2 separate regions of the Anas platyrhynchos genome follow, and region 2 is linked to region 1. Evidence: chromatin contacts called from public Hi-C data. All regions are on one chromosome and are shown on one strand. Each heading gives the region's core, a stretch centred on a gene start, on an enhancer-like site or on the middle of the called end of the contact. The rest is flanking DNA. Distances are from core to core; before and after follow the strand shown.

Region 1 (6,950 bases), core at 1,060-3,559:
CAACATGTTACTAACCCTAAGCTGATGCTCCAGAGGTTTATCTCCAGACCAGCCTTATTAGCAGGTGTATGATCCTGCCAGGATCAAGGACTGATTCAATGCCAGAGGAAATCCTCTGAAATCAGTGGACCCCAAACTAGATTCAGACCTCAGCCTTCCACTGGCAAAACCCCACACTTCCTCCTGGCTATCCCCGCTATACCAGAGAGAATGCAGGGGCAGAAGAGTGCATTCAGACCACTTCTGACTCCTAATTTTCATGCTCAGCTTAGGAATCCAATCAACCAAGGAGCTGATGGAGTAAAAACACTCTGTAGAAAATAATCCAAATGGGAGCAGTGCAAGACATGGTTCTTTGAAACAGTAAACCCAGCTTTAGGACGCCTACTATCGGGTCAAAAAAGCCAGAGCCCAATGACGTAAAAGTGAAGATCCACCAGAAATTCACTCTGCAGTAAAAAAACTTACAGGTTTACCTTTTGTTTTGGCAGGCTGTGTTAGATCAGGACCTTGCTGTCTCCCTGCATCAATAGCAAGATGATGAGGCTCTGGGTAATTCACCAAAAATGCAAGCATGTCCACTCTTGCCACATGTTTGCTCTCTGGGTATGAGATGGCAGTGAAATGCTGGCCCCCGTTCTCGTGTCAGAATATTTTTCTCCTTCAGCTGTAGGAAGAACCTGTTTTTTTCCAAAACTTGGCCTAAACCTGGGTGGCATGAAGACTCTTCCATGCCTCCATGGGAACCAGGAAGCCCTGCCTTGCTCCTTGGCCACTTCAGGAAGCAATGTGGGATGTTGGGGAGCACGGAGATTTCTCTTAGGAGTTTCTGCACCTTCTTTCTCTCTCCATCAGTTCCCAGGCTACATACACACATGAAATCTGGGGCTCTGTCATTCGCAGTGAGCTGAAGCAGTCTCCCAAAGAGAATACTCCTCAGGAAAGAAGGGTTCCAAGAACACTCCGACACACTCTAGATTACAGAAATGCTTCTGCTATCACAGGGGACAAGGCACCATAAAGAATAGAAGGCATGAATGAATTATTATTATCATCCCCGCATACTTATCCCCCTTCGTGACCCCCCTTTGAGGAGTCACACTGAATTTGAGTCTTCCCTGGAATTCCAATCAATCATAATCAGCACGGGATGGCCTGGCTGAAACGCAGGCGTTTGCTGCTCACTGTAACGTAGTGAACACAGACTGCTGCCTCCTGACGTACTGCAAGGGATCACTGCCTACACTGCAGTGTCCTTAAACATCGCTTGACTGCCAGCCCATTTTTACTGTTCGCTTCAAAAATTGCTGTCCCCTTTTTTAAATGGTTTAAACACAAATGCGAGCTTTCTGTCCAGAGCGGTATGAGCTCTTGGTGAAGTTGTTTCCTGAAACAGCGCTGCACAAAAGAAAGCCCTGTGTGTGCACCACAGGCCAGACTCTCAGCTGCACTACACTTTTTGAATGCAAGGCAGCTATGCAAAATGACGAGGAGAGATACAGCTCTGTGTTTCCTCTAAATAGGTGAGTTAGCACTGAAGGACACGTTGGTAGATGATAACAACACCCCTGCCTTGATCCTCAGGCAGTGCTGCAGATCAGAACATTCCTGGTACCATGGAGGATCCTAAAATGCAGGGGAGCTTCCCATCCAGAAGGAAAGTCATCCCATAACCTCTATGAGTTGAAACAGCCTCGCTCACACGCTCACCTATTCAGGCTCCTTTAGGAATTTTTCTTTCCAACTGAAAAAGCAACCTGATAACAATTTATTTATTTTTAATTTCAAGGAAGTAATGATGTGTCTTTCTTATTGCACAAAGTATCAGGGCACTAACTTCAAAATCCATGAACCTTACATATCACTTTTATTATGGAGAACAGAGGACATTTTTTACCCTGGGGAACTGGGGTGCTCTGCATCCAGACTGAACTTAATCTTCCAAACCCAAATCTCCATTCTGAGCACTCCCAAACTTCAGGACAGGCTGTGCCTGGCTTATGCCTCTTGTCCCACGCGTGCCAAGCGTTGCATGCCCACGCGGGTCCTTGCATGCTCCCAGGAAGCTGCCATGCCTGCTACCTGCCTCAGGGAAGGAGAGACAGAAAGAAACCCAAAATACTGCGGTGACCTTGCACGATAAAATCACCCCAGGCAAACGCCTCGCCGGCGTTGCAGGGAACAAGAAGAAACCAAGAAACCAAGTGCCAGAGCAAGGAGTGCCAAGGACAAGGAGCTCAACACAGGCTGCTGGAGGGAGGCTGAGCCAAAACACGAAGGCCAGCCCAGGGCAGGTGGATTATAGGCGATCCTACAGTGTCCCCTGGTGGCAGACAGCCTGCCTTCCTTCCCAGCCAGCCCAGACCAACACAAGGTGCACGTCTCCCCATCTTCTAATTAGGAGTGAGTAATCCAAGTGGATAAACAACAGTTGCGAAGTCATTTTCACCTTGCCTGCAGCTCTAGGGTCAGGGTATGTTTTCGGTCAAGCCGAAGCGTGAGCAAATGCTTGCCGTGCCTGCTCACGCTCCTGCTCCTGACTTCCCGGGGTACCCGTGGGCTTGCCCAGGCTGCTCCCCACCAGCCCAGGGCCAGCTGCTATGGGTCAAAGCATTTCGTGCAGCTTGCTGATGGCGAGCCAAGGATGGCTTCAAAAACCAGCTTCTTGCATTGGAAAAATAAAAAAATAAAAATAAAAAAATAAAACCCTTTGGCTGTTTTGCCAGCTTTTCCTTTTTATTTCGGTTCGAAGGAAAACAACACAGTAAGCAGGCCGCTGATACATGTGAGCGTTCGCTGTGCTCCCCAAAAAGATGACACAAACCACGGTGGTGGCATCTACATCCCCCCAAAGGAGGGATGGAGGACCAGAGGCAGGGAGATTTCTTCCCATGGAGGCAAACCTGTGCTGATTTATTTTCATGGGAAGGTTCCCCCTCCTGCCACCCACCCTCCCACCATAATCTGACTTCTGGTGGTCCACAGGCTGAAAATGCCAGGGGTGGACTACGGCCTGAGATAAAAAAGCAAGCTCTTGAGATGGGCACGGGGCTTCTCTCCTGCTCACTGATCCCACGTGCCAGATGTGAGTTGTCAGGCTGGGGCACTGCGGAGCAGAGCTGATTTATTTCCATTTCAAAGAGGGAACACCTGGCAGAGCACTCAGCGGGTGTCCTGCACCCCAGGACAGAGGGTTCCTAAAGCTGACACATTTCCCCAGAATCTTAGCAAAAGCCTGGCTGAGAGCAGAGCCCTTGTGCAAGGCATGAGCTAGGTGAGATGTTTGGGATCACAGCATCTTTTTGTTTTGTTTTGATTTTTTGACCTAGCTTTGTGGCTCCACGTGCATTCCCACAGATGAGGAGATATCCATCGACATGTGAAGCCCCGGGACTCTCTCTGTTCTGGGACGCTCTGACCCAAGCACGATTTCCATCTGCTGCTTCTTCAAGAGCGTGTGGGAACGCACACTTCCAAGTCACACTGGGTTTTCTTACTGACAACCATCATTTGATAAAAGACAAAACAAAAAGACACAATCGCTCTGAAAAACAACTAAATGTTCCTTGTCCCCCCGTCTTGCTGTATGATGCATTTTCACCTATCCAGAAAAGGAACGGATAAGATTAATGAGGTTCTCCAGGACGTTAAAAAGGGTGAGCAATGTCAGACGCTGCCAGAATGAAATAATCCACACAAGCACAACAAGTAGCAGGAAAGTACAGACGTGAAACCATTACATCCCATGTATTAAAATCCCACATCCCATGTATTAAAATACCAGTACTGCACAGCTCAAAGCTCAGCTTCACACTAAATCACTCATTCAGCAGCCAGGGACAGGTTCTGAGCCCGCATAACCCCAAAGGGCACCGCTGAGATCAAGGCAGAGATGTCTCTTTCAAACCAGTTCTCTGTTCCTGGATTTCTCCTACAACTCCATGACATCTGGAAACAGAAATTCCCTGAAACTTTTATATCATAATGACGATTTTGCAACATTTACATCAAACTCTCATCTACAAGGGAAACTAGAGGAAGTCTTCCAGCATGTGTTCAAGAACCCAGACAGCAGGTTTCTGCAGATGCTTACATTGCTTGTGTTGCAGATAATAAAACCAGTAGCAGGTTATTTTTCTCACAATTGATTTCATGCTGAAATTCCACATAAACCCTCTCATGAGGTCCCTGGAATTGCCTACAGAGTCTGTAACGCTGCCTGACTTTGTAAATCCCATCACAAATCAGATTCCCCCACAAGGCCCCAGAAAGGACATGTGAAAAGCGAGTTTCTCAGCTCATTTCCAGAGCCCACATAGGGCCAAAAGAGGGCAGTGTGTCCTGCAGATACAGCCAGCACGCCAGGAGCTGTCAGATTCTCCGTGAAAGAGGCAAAAAAACTCTTGTTTCTACAGCAGTTAGGCTCATGCTCCTCATTTGGGGAGCATCCATGTCTGCCTCATTCTGCTTGGGTCCTTTGGCCAACCCAACAGTGGGGTGCAGGCCTCAAAGGTAGCTAAATGCCCTCGGCTTCACGAAAAGTGCAAGTCAGGCAGAAGAATCGTGTTCCCACTGAGGACGGCCTTAGAAGCTTGCCTGTTACTGGTCATCAGCAAATCCATGCGTGAAAAGGTAAAAGACAATCAGAGATTCTGGAAATCCAGCTAGGTTAATCTTGCTGTACAAGAAACCCCATGCTTTAAAGAGCAAAGAAAATTGCACTTTGCAGGAGAAAAGTGATGAATGCAAGTAGCTGTATCTCCGTGAATTATTTTCAACTCTGCCACTGAGCTGCTTTGCAGTCCTGGACAAATTCTCCCCTCACTGTGGGGATTATCCTTAAATGTGAGTACGAGCTAGAGATGTGGGATCTGTGCATTTATAAATAGCGCACCTACACGTTTCACAAGAGGGCAAATGCCAGTAACTTCCAATAAAGGAATTCCCAGCAAGAGCAGCAGCAGTGAAACGCCACCCTTCTGCAGGCTGCCCTCCCTTCCAGCATCCATCACACCAACAGAGACAATTAAAGTCTGGCACAAGCCCCAGGACACGGACAGCCAGTGCCTGCGGGCTGGGCCTGAGACACAGTGAAGGATCAGGAGTCATGAATCTGGGAAACAGGCTGGCAAGTCTCATGAACACAGCACAAGACTTGCATCTCTAATCCCTGCCTCATTCTCCCCCGGGAGCCTGGACCACATCTCATGCGTTTTCAGCACCAGGCTGTAGCCTTTCTCCTGCCCACACACCAGACAGAGCTTTTAACTTACCACACAGCTCTGCACAGATCACAACGTGGGAGAGAGGAGAGGTTCTGAGACAGAAATAAAATGCAGCCAACCTGGCCAGTGGAAGGAGAGCGATTTGTCATTATTAAACCGTATTAAGATCAGCCACCTGTGGTCGGACCCCGCAGTGTTAGGGCTGTGCCACTTGGCAGACCCCACAGGAGACAAATACCACAGCCACAGCCCTCCCTGTAGTGCATGACCAAGGTGTAGGGAGCACATCCTCTACCCCATAGCCCAGCAAGGCCCATTCTTGACCATGCAGATGAAACTGAGCCGCAGCAGGACAGCAGGGACTGACTGCTCCACGGGCTGTGGGATGGCACGTGTTTCTTGTGCCACTTTCTACCCCAAATCCTACAAGTCAGGAAGGCTTTGCTAGGGCATCTGATCCAGCAGAAATGGCTCGGATGCTGCCACTGGCCTTGCTTACAACACTATTAGGGTTTTAGCTGATTTTAAGCAAATATGGTTTCAACTAATGTGCTGCCTGTTTTTGTCACTTACTGCCCCATGCCCCAATAACTTCTTCACCCATTTGCAATCTGCAGCCGAATTTGACACACGAATAGAGGTCTTAGAGCTACTGAGCACCGACGGATATAATGAAAATAAGCTACCCAATATATTTTGTTGAGTCAACCTCAACGATGCAGCGAGGCTGCAACTGAGGCTGCGGTGTGAGCTCAGCTACTGGGCACCAGAAAACCTGTGTGGAAGGAAGCCACGTGTCCGAATGAGTCAGCTACTAGAAAAGCTCTGCTGGGCGCTTGTGCTGTGCTGGGCAGCAGAGCCCCCTGTTCTCAGGAAGGGAGTCTCTCCTGTCTGGCCTCTCTGACGTCTCCAGCATCAGGCAGGATGGTCAGCTTAACAAGAAACCCACTGTGAAAGAGGCAAAACAAAGTCTCATCAGTCCCGCTGCACAGACAGCACCATTCTTCCCATTGAGGTCTCTAGCTTTGATGGAACCAACCTCAAATTAAACAGGATCCAGCCTGACCAGCAAAAGGAGACTTTCTGCTGCCGGGCAGGATTCATCACTGCCCAGTAAAATCGGGATTTACAGACTGGTCAGGGTGCACGACAGAAGCTGCTGCATGGATGGAGCAAACAGCTCCTGCCCCACGGTTTTGTAACAGCAACAAACAGGCAGGGAAATGCATCAGGGAGAAGGAAGGGAAGAGCTAACCACGTCATTGTAACTCCACGTTACTTGTAGGCTACTTGGTGCCTGGTGGAAATTGCCACCTTGTAGTAAAACGCTGCAGGAGGACGGAGAGCGACTTCCACTGATTATTTGAGGCTTTTTGGATATTGAGGAATATGATTAATAGATTTGAGGATATTGGGGAAATCAGCCAGAGCTGATCTCACACATGAACACACGGATCTGTCTGTGAGCACAGCGAGCAGGCAGCAGAGGCTGCAGCATTCCTGCAGTGCCGATGGCCTTGCACAACGCACCGCAACATTAAAACAAAACCTTGTGGCGGGGAGGGAGTTTCTGCTGCGATACGGTGACAGATCAAAGGCTGGGAGCACCCTAGGAGCGAAAAGAGCAGCTAATAACACCGTGCAGTAACCGAGCTGGTCCGTGGGTGCGACTCAGCCCTGAAGCTGGTGGAGATAAGAGAGGCTTCAAATGAGTCACAGACAGAT
Region 2 (6,718 bases), core at 3,864-6,363, 73 kb before region 1:
AACGAGGGGACAATTATTTCTTCTTGCCATCTGCAGAATGAGGGGTAAATTCAAGTAGCTGGAGGCTTGCAGCTCCTTCTGTCCTATTTTTCACGCGCAGAGGTTCTCAGCTGCACACATGATGCTCTGGAAGCCTTTTGTGGTTGGATTTAGAGCAGGCACCAAACTAGAGAAAGTTCGAGCTCTGCTAGAAACATTTCTCTTCCCTGGAAGTTTATTCAGCTGCAATTTTGAAAGTTATGTAAGGAAACTAGATAAAATTAGAGTACCGGACAAAAATAGCACTAAGAGCAATCTGCAGCTTGCTATAGCACTCCGAGACCATTTTGGGGTCTTCTCTGCTTCTTCACCTAAAGGTATGGGAAAGCTGCCTTTGCTGTAAGCTGGCCTCTGGCTGAATGCCATGGCATTTACACTGCCAAGGAAAAAAAAAATCACGTAGGATGGTAACAGCCTGGTTTCGCATCCATTTGTGGCAACATCGATAGCTGCACTTCCCAGGCAGCAGTCATCTGCTTGACTACAGTGCAACACCAAGGCACGACCCCGGGTCCTGCCCGTGAGTCAGCACTGAGCTGTCAAACCATGCTGAAACCTCCGGGAAGCAAAATGTTCTCTCTGCGTATTTTTGGTACCAGTCAGTGTGTTACGTGCACTCCCCTTGGGCATACCCATAGCGAGGGGTTGGAAGGATGGGTTTATTACAGAGGCAACTCTAGCATTTAAACTTTCTGAGAGCTGCTGTGGACAAACGTGCCATAAAAACCAAAGCCGATTCAAAGCTAATATTGAGAGGTGGGAGACTGCAGAAGGACTTGGGTTCAGGGCCCTTCTCCGCATTCAAGCCATCCTCAGGTTGCTTCAACTCCATTTTCCACGCTTGGCTGCATGAAGATAGAGCCCTGTCACCCTTTATCTGAGCAATTGGCTGCCATGGTCTAAAATATGACCAGCACACCGCACACAGCTTGTGGGAACAGTCATGAGAGCATCCTCAGCTGCTCAGCTTCACACCTTCCCTCACACCTACAAGCACGGTATTACCTGGCAGACACAGGACGATAGCTGAGGGCAGTAAAAGCTCAGATCACTGCAGTTCATCTGCCAGGGCTTGTCCATCAGGGCCTTTGGGTATCCACACAATGTGCCTATTCATGGCAGGCACAAATAAAAGCAGCCTGTGCTGCAGCGGTCCTGAGCTACCATTCACTCCCGGAATCATAATAAAATATAGGTTGGGGGAGACCCCTGGAGGTCATCTCGCCCAGCCTCCTGCTGGAAGCAAGGCCAACCTGAAATCACTGCAGATGAGCTCAGGATGTAAGGCCTTCCATGAAAAGCAAATGGCCAGGCCGAGGAAGAACAGAGGAGAATAATAATAGATGAATAATACAGCCTATGGCTTTCGTTCGAGCCCTTCTTATATTAACAGCAAGTAAGTCAAGGTTATCGTGCTAGCTATGCCAGTATTCGAGCTAATTGGTTCTCTGGAGAGAACTACAAAAAAGTTGGTTTCAGGACCTGCCAGGACAACTGCACTAGGGTTGGCCAGCCATGGAAATATTTCGTTATCTTTGAGAGAAAAACCCATTTTTATCTCTAATCATCTGCTACAGCATGTCCCAACAACTTGTGAAGGAGGAAAGGTTCTGAACAAGATCTCTGACTGTTCTGAGCTGCCTCGCCAGTTTTCAGTACTTTTCTGATTTGGTTGAAAGAAAAATACACACAGCAGAAAGGGATCCGTCAGTACAGTGGGGAGGAAATCGAGCCCTGAAGGAGAGAAGGCTTTGAGTGATGTTGTCTTCACATTCTCCTGTGAAGCCAGGAAATCCATGGCCCCTCCAAGCACATGCTGTACCCATCCAAGCTGTCAGACCATATTACAGATGCTGCCAGTGTTGTCCACTTCTTCCCTTCATCTGGTTCTCTCCACAGTGCTTCTCATCTCTCCCTGCCATCTTTTCCTCCATTTGGATTCACTGGTTTTGAGCCTCGACCCATTTTATCTTTGCAAGGCATATTAACAGAATCATACAGTGATACCAAAAATCTGAAAACCCGCTCAGGCAGCTGACATCTCTTGTGACAAGTTTCAAAATGCTCTGCGATTTAAAGGACAGAGGTCCTTGCTGAAACGTTCACAGTGGTAGCTCTGCTGCAACCTCCTTTATTTCAGAAGCTTCTTGGAGGAACAGGATACTGGTGCTTATATGGCACCCTTCACATAAAGCCTCGGCTTTCATGATCCTGTCCCCCAACATTTCTCTCCTGAGAATGCTTTCCATATTGTGCAAACTAAAGGACCCTCCCATTGAGTTAATTGCTAATTTGATGCACTTGAAGGCAGGAGGGATGTCTGTGATTTTCTGTTTTGAACCAAACCTTCCTAGGAACTTCTAGCAGTATTTTCAGGATCCTGCCCTATCGTTGCTCAAATGAGATATTTGAGAGAAAACTCTAGCAGCCAGCAGCCAGTAGACAATCTTAAGGAGACTCCCAAATCCCTCTAAACCTGCAACAGCACCAGCTACCCAGCCAGCCAACACGCTGGTGGGATCATCCTGCCAGCAAGGAAAGCCTTTTCCATTCCCTCTCACTTACTACTGACAATCCAAACAAGATGGGAGATTTTTTCCTTTTTCTGCTGGTTTTTTTGTACTGTCCACGTCAAGGTCATGCGGCAAGGTGCACCTGGGTTCACGTTTCAAAAGGAACATCGAGGTCAGCCCTGATCACAGTCAGCTCTAATCACCAGTTGTAGTGGGTGACAGTCTTTCCCAAAAGACTTTGTGCTTCACAAAGCACAGCCCCTGAAATACCCTGTGGGATGAAAGCAATGCCTGCTGCAGCTTTTATCTCCTGATTATTGGGAAAAGACAAGCACCACGACTAGTCACACCTCCCAGACACAGTCACTACTCTCACTTCCAGCTTCTTGCCTGCCCTTACACTAAGAACAAGGCTAAGATCTCTACCCCAGAGAGGATCTCTGCCTCAGATTCACATGCTATCCATCAGTCCGCTCCTAGCACTGGGGAAAGATGCTTTCCTCCCTTCCACCTTCTATTTGGACCTGCGCCTTCCTACTGGGATCATTTTACTGGGTAGGGGAGGACAGAAATAGACAGGAAAGAAACATGTCAATATGTGCATTGAGGAGGAATTGAAAGCAATACATAATGAAATATCTGAAAGCACATGGGAATTTGCTGGAAACCAGAGGAGAGAGGAAGAGAAGCAGCTATCACGCCTTTTACTGCTGCAGATGGAGTTAGTTTTGAAAAGCTCCTTCTCCCTGTCCCGTCCCTCTCCTCCCCTCCCTGCTCACCCACTCCCCTGGGGAGGAGAAGGTAACAAAAGCATCATTACGAAATCAGTCACCTCGGAAAAGGATTCCAGCAAGGTAGAAACCCAAAACCTGAAAATCACTGCAAGAGGCAGAAGCGTCTTTGGGGGAAAGTTCAAACAGCCTCTCTTGCTTGACGAGTGCTGGAAACAATATGGCAATCATTAGCTTCTCTCTCTCCAGCTCAGGGTAGTCCATCTAATTTACACATGATGAACAACAGACACGCACGTAGGTCCAACAGCAATATTACGGTCGCGCCTCTTGCCAAGAATTATGCCACGAAAAACCACATGTGCACACCCATGTGAGTCTGGAAGGGGTTAACGGGCTGCTGGGGGCTCCTTCCCCTCAAAGAGAGGTGGGAGCAGGGACAGCAGCTCAGCCGGAGAACAAGCATCACCCTCGCTGCGTGACCAGCCCTGGATGTTGGTGAAGCCTCCCTGAATGCACCTGAAGGTACGGCCTCAGACCTGGTTCACAGAGGTGCAAGGTATCGAGTGCTGGCTGATTTTTTTGGGTGGGCCATGAGACCCCACGAGAATGCTTATCATGGGCTTCCTTCTGTTGCTTATTTCTGGGTAACTCCAGGAAAACGGGGTCGTTTTGTACCCTTGTGTGCAAATATCTCTGGTGGCAGCCCACAACACCTTTGCTCACCTCAATCGGAGCAGACTTGCCAAATGACAGCTCCCCTTCTACGCGGACCACTGACCTCTCGAGACAGCCAGCAGGGATTTCAAGCACACCCTGACTGCCACAAACCACCCCTGCACCCTGCAGCATCATTAAAACAAAATCCTCTTGTTCTCTGGCATCAGACAGATCCGTACAACACCAGGAGCTGCTGCCTGATCCGAGCTCTTCTTTAAAGCTGCCGGTGTTGTGTGCTTGTTCTCCACGCAAAGCCCCTGAGCTCTTGGTGTCACGCTGCCCTGGAGCAATGAGCTCCCTAACGTAAAGGCAATTTGATTTTTACCAGAAGCCACTGCGTAGTGCAGGGGGATGTTTTCCACTCTGTCTCTGCCATTGTCTGCCTGGCTGGTGACCTGGAACAGGTAGTGCTGCCTTTCTTTGTCTCTTTGCTAAACGGAGATACCGGTGCTGACCACTCCTGTGCAGTACTTTGACACCTACCAGGGATAAAAAGCCAGGTGTTGACACTATTGTGCAGCAAGTATTTACACTGACCTGCTTTAAAACTCTTCCTCCTGCGTGTTCATTGAATAACCTCGTTGTTCCTGTGTTATGAAACACGGCAAGTGGACTCACAGCTGCCCACAGAAGTGAAAGCGGATGGATGCAGGCTGCCGGCGAGCCCCTCCTGCCGTGCAGGACTGCCAGGGGTGAAACCCTGGCTCCGTTGACCCCGATGGGAATGCTGCCAACGGGGTGACTCCTTTAGTGCTGATTCACTGCAAATGATAGTAGGAAAAGCATTTTGTAACGTTTTCTGATCTGCTTCTTGAGGGTTTAGTCATCCCAAAAGTCAGTATGAATAAGGATTACTCTTTCCTTTCAACAAATGGACCCCTCAAGTAAAATCCCGCCCAGTTAACATTTTTTTTCACTGTATTTTTTTCGTTGTTTTTCTGGTGAAGTTACCACCATCTGCGGCCAAACAACACACTTAAGCCCAGTAACCTTTCAGAAAAATGACAGATGATGTCTGCTGCTCATTTCACGTGGTTTCTGCCCAGTACAGTCTCTGAGGAAAGGAAGAAGGTGCCAAAACTGAAATAAGAAAGATAACATTGGTAAATGTCAGAGCTCCCTGGTGAGTGCAGAGGTCTCAAAGACTTGAGAATGCTGAACAGATGACTCACTGGGAAGGGTTGCCGCACGTCCTGTTTTTAACAGATGGGACACTAACTTATTTTATCTACGATTCTACATTTTTATGGTATTATAGTAGCATCTAGAGGCCTTAGCAGTGAAGGAGATGGCTTTCGGGACTGTGTGGGGTAGAAGCTATGGTGCAGCAGAACAGGTTGAGGGAATGGGATTTAATGTGAAAAACTGCAGGGCAGCTCTCTGCTAGTGTATTTTGGAGCTGGTTCCAGCCAGGGTCTGTTTTACAGGCACAGAAAGACATTTTCCTTGCTGAAAAGACAGATTCTGTCATAGCTGTAGCACTTCTCCATAGAAATATTAGATATAGGTATCCAATTTATTACAGAGCCTGCTACATCCAAATATACAAGCTATAAATGTTCAGATCCACGCTTCACACCTGCGCTCAGAATTTCCCAGTAGATGACACACAAATTTTGCCTTAGTCCCATGGAAAGATTTCAGAACCATTTCTGTTCAGGTCAGCTCAAAAGTAAATTATTTGGTGTCTCTGGCATTGAAAAAAGCCACTTTAAAAAATAAGCATCATTTCCAAGTGAATAGGCAACACATTCTGTGTGTTAGATGTTGAAATCAGACTGACTTTCCCCTCTGTGCCTCTGCCTTCTCAGCCAGAGCCACGGGCTGAACGCAAAAGTGCACGAACAGCTCTAAATCCCACACCAGTTTTAATTGAGTTCGCTGTTCAACAAACAAAAAAAGCCACGCAGCTCTAATGTGATGATGCCGGTGATGACATTTTCCATGTCCTGCTCCAGATCTCTGTGTCATTTGTCCTGCCACAAGCTAGTGCTCCATCCCCTACAGCAGGACGAGGAGTGTGGAGCCTGCTACTGCCTGTGAACTAAAGCAGACCTGGAGTGTAACCTCAGACAATAGCAGCTTTGCCACCAACATAACGGGGACCAGTTTATTAGCCCAGAATTTCCAGCTCGAGCATTAGAGGCTTGTATTTTTGACAGTTTTAATCCAGAAGCCCTGAGCTCCCTACCATCATCTGTGGATGTGATTACATGGGTAGACAGGCTAAAGCTGGAGCACTCCGAGTATTTCTGCTCCGTGTCTGCTTCCCAAACTGAAGCTGTCACTCAGCTGGCCCTGTCCAGCCAACTAATCGCTCTTCTGGGGACAGGCTCCTGTGGCTAACGTGTCCCCACGGTCTCCCATTTAACATGCTGATGAAGGAATACAAATTTGTCCACTCCTCCCTCCCCTTCTTATCCCGTTGAAATAATAAATATTTTACTCGTGATTTATTGGATTTCAGTTTGTTGAAAAGATCCTCCAAACAAATGAAGTTTTAATGGCAACAAAAGCCAGCCGCAGCGCATTACAAAATATAAACAGCAGCGGAGGCCGTTCAACAAAACCCACTTCGGATACAGCTGACATAAGGCCCAGCAATCTTCACCTCCTGAGGCCAGGGCCCTTGGGAGAGGGTCACAACAAGTCCCTCACTGGAAAAAGAAATCTGGAAGTATCGTGGGCTTGAGTCCTCTGGATGCTGAAGGCTGC

Evidence for each region. Hi-C and Micro-C count contacts between places; a contact is called where the count stands out from the background.
Region 2: a Hi-C map of liver shows a contact between it and region 1, with 2.9 times the contacts expected there. The contact joins two enhancer-like sites. A contact is called at or near these places in 3 of 8 Hi-C or Micro-C datasets (liver, skeletal muscle and subcutaneous adipose tissue).

What each region holds. Positions count from the first base shown.
Region 1 is chr8:34,567,665-34,574,614 of IASCAAS_PekinDuck_T2T, reverse strand. No RefSeq gene overlaps it. Among named protein-coding and RNA genes, the nearest start is that of USP24, 9.3 kb to the right of the region's middle. Within about 2 kb of position 2,309, at least 3 of the 8 cell types and tissues checked have an H3K27ac peak or open chromatin away from gene starts, as enhancers often do. A contact at or near this core is called in subcutaneous adipose tissue, where this site is marked.
Region 2 is chr8:34,643,501-34,650,218 of IASCAAS_PekinDuck_T2T, reverse strand. The region is part of intron 3 of LOC106017510 (a long non-coding RNA gene); the gene reads right to left. Among named protein-coding and RNA genes, the nearest start is that of USP24, 85 kb to the right of the region's middle. Within about 2 kb of position 5,113, at least 3 of the 8 cell types and tissues checked have an H3K27ac peak or open chromatin away from gene starts, as enhancers often do. A contact at or near this core is called in subcutaneous adipose tissue, where this site is marked.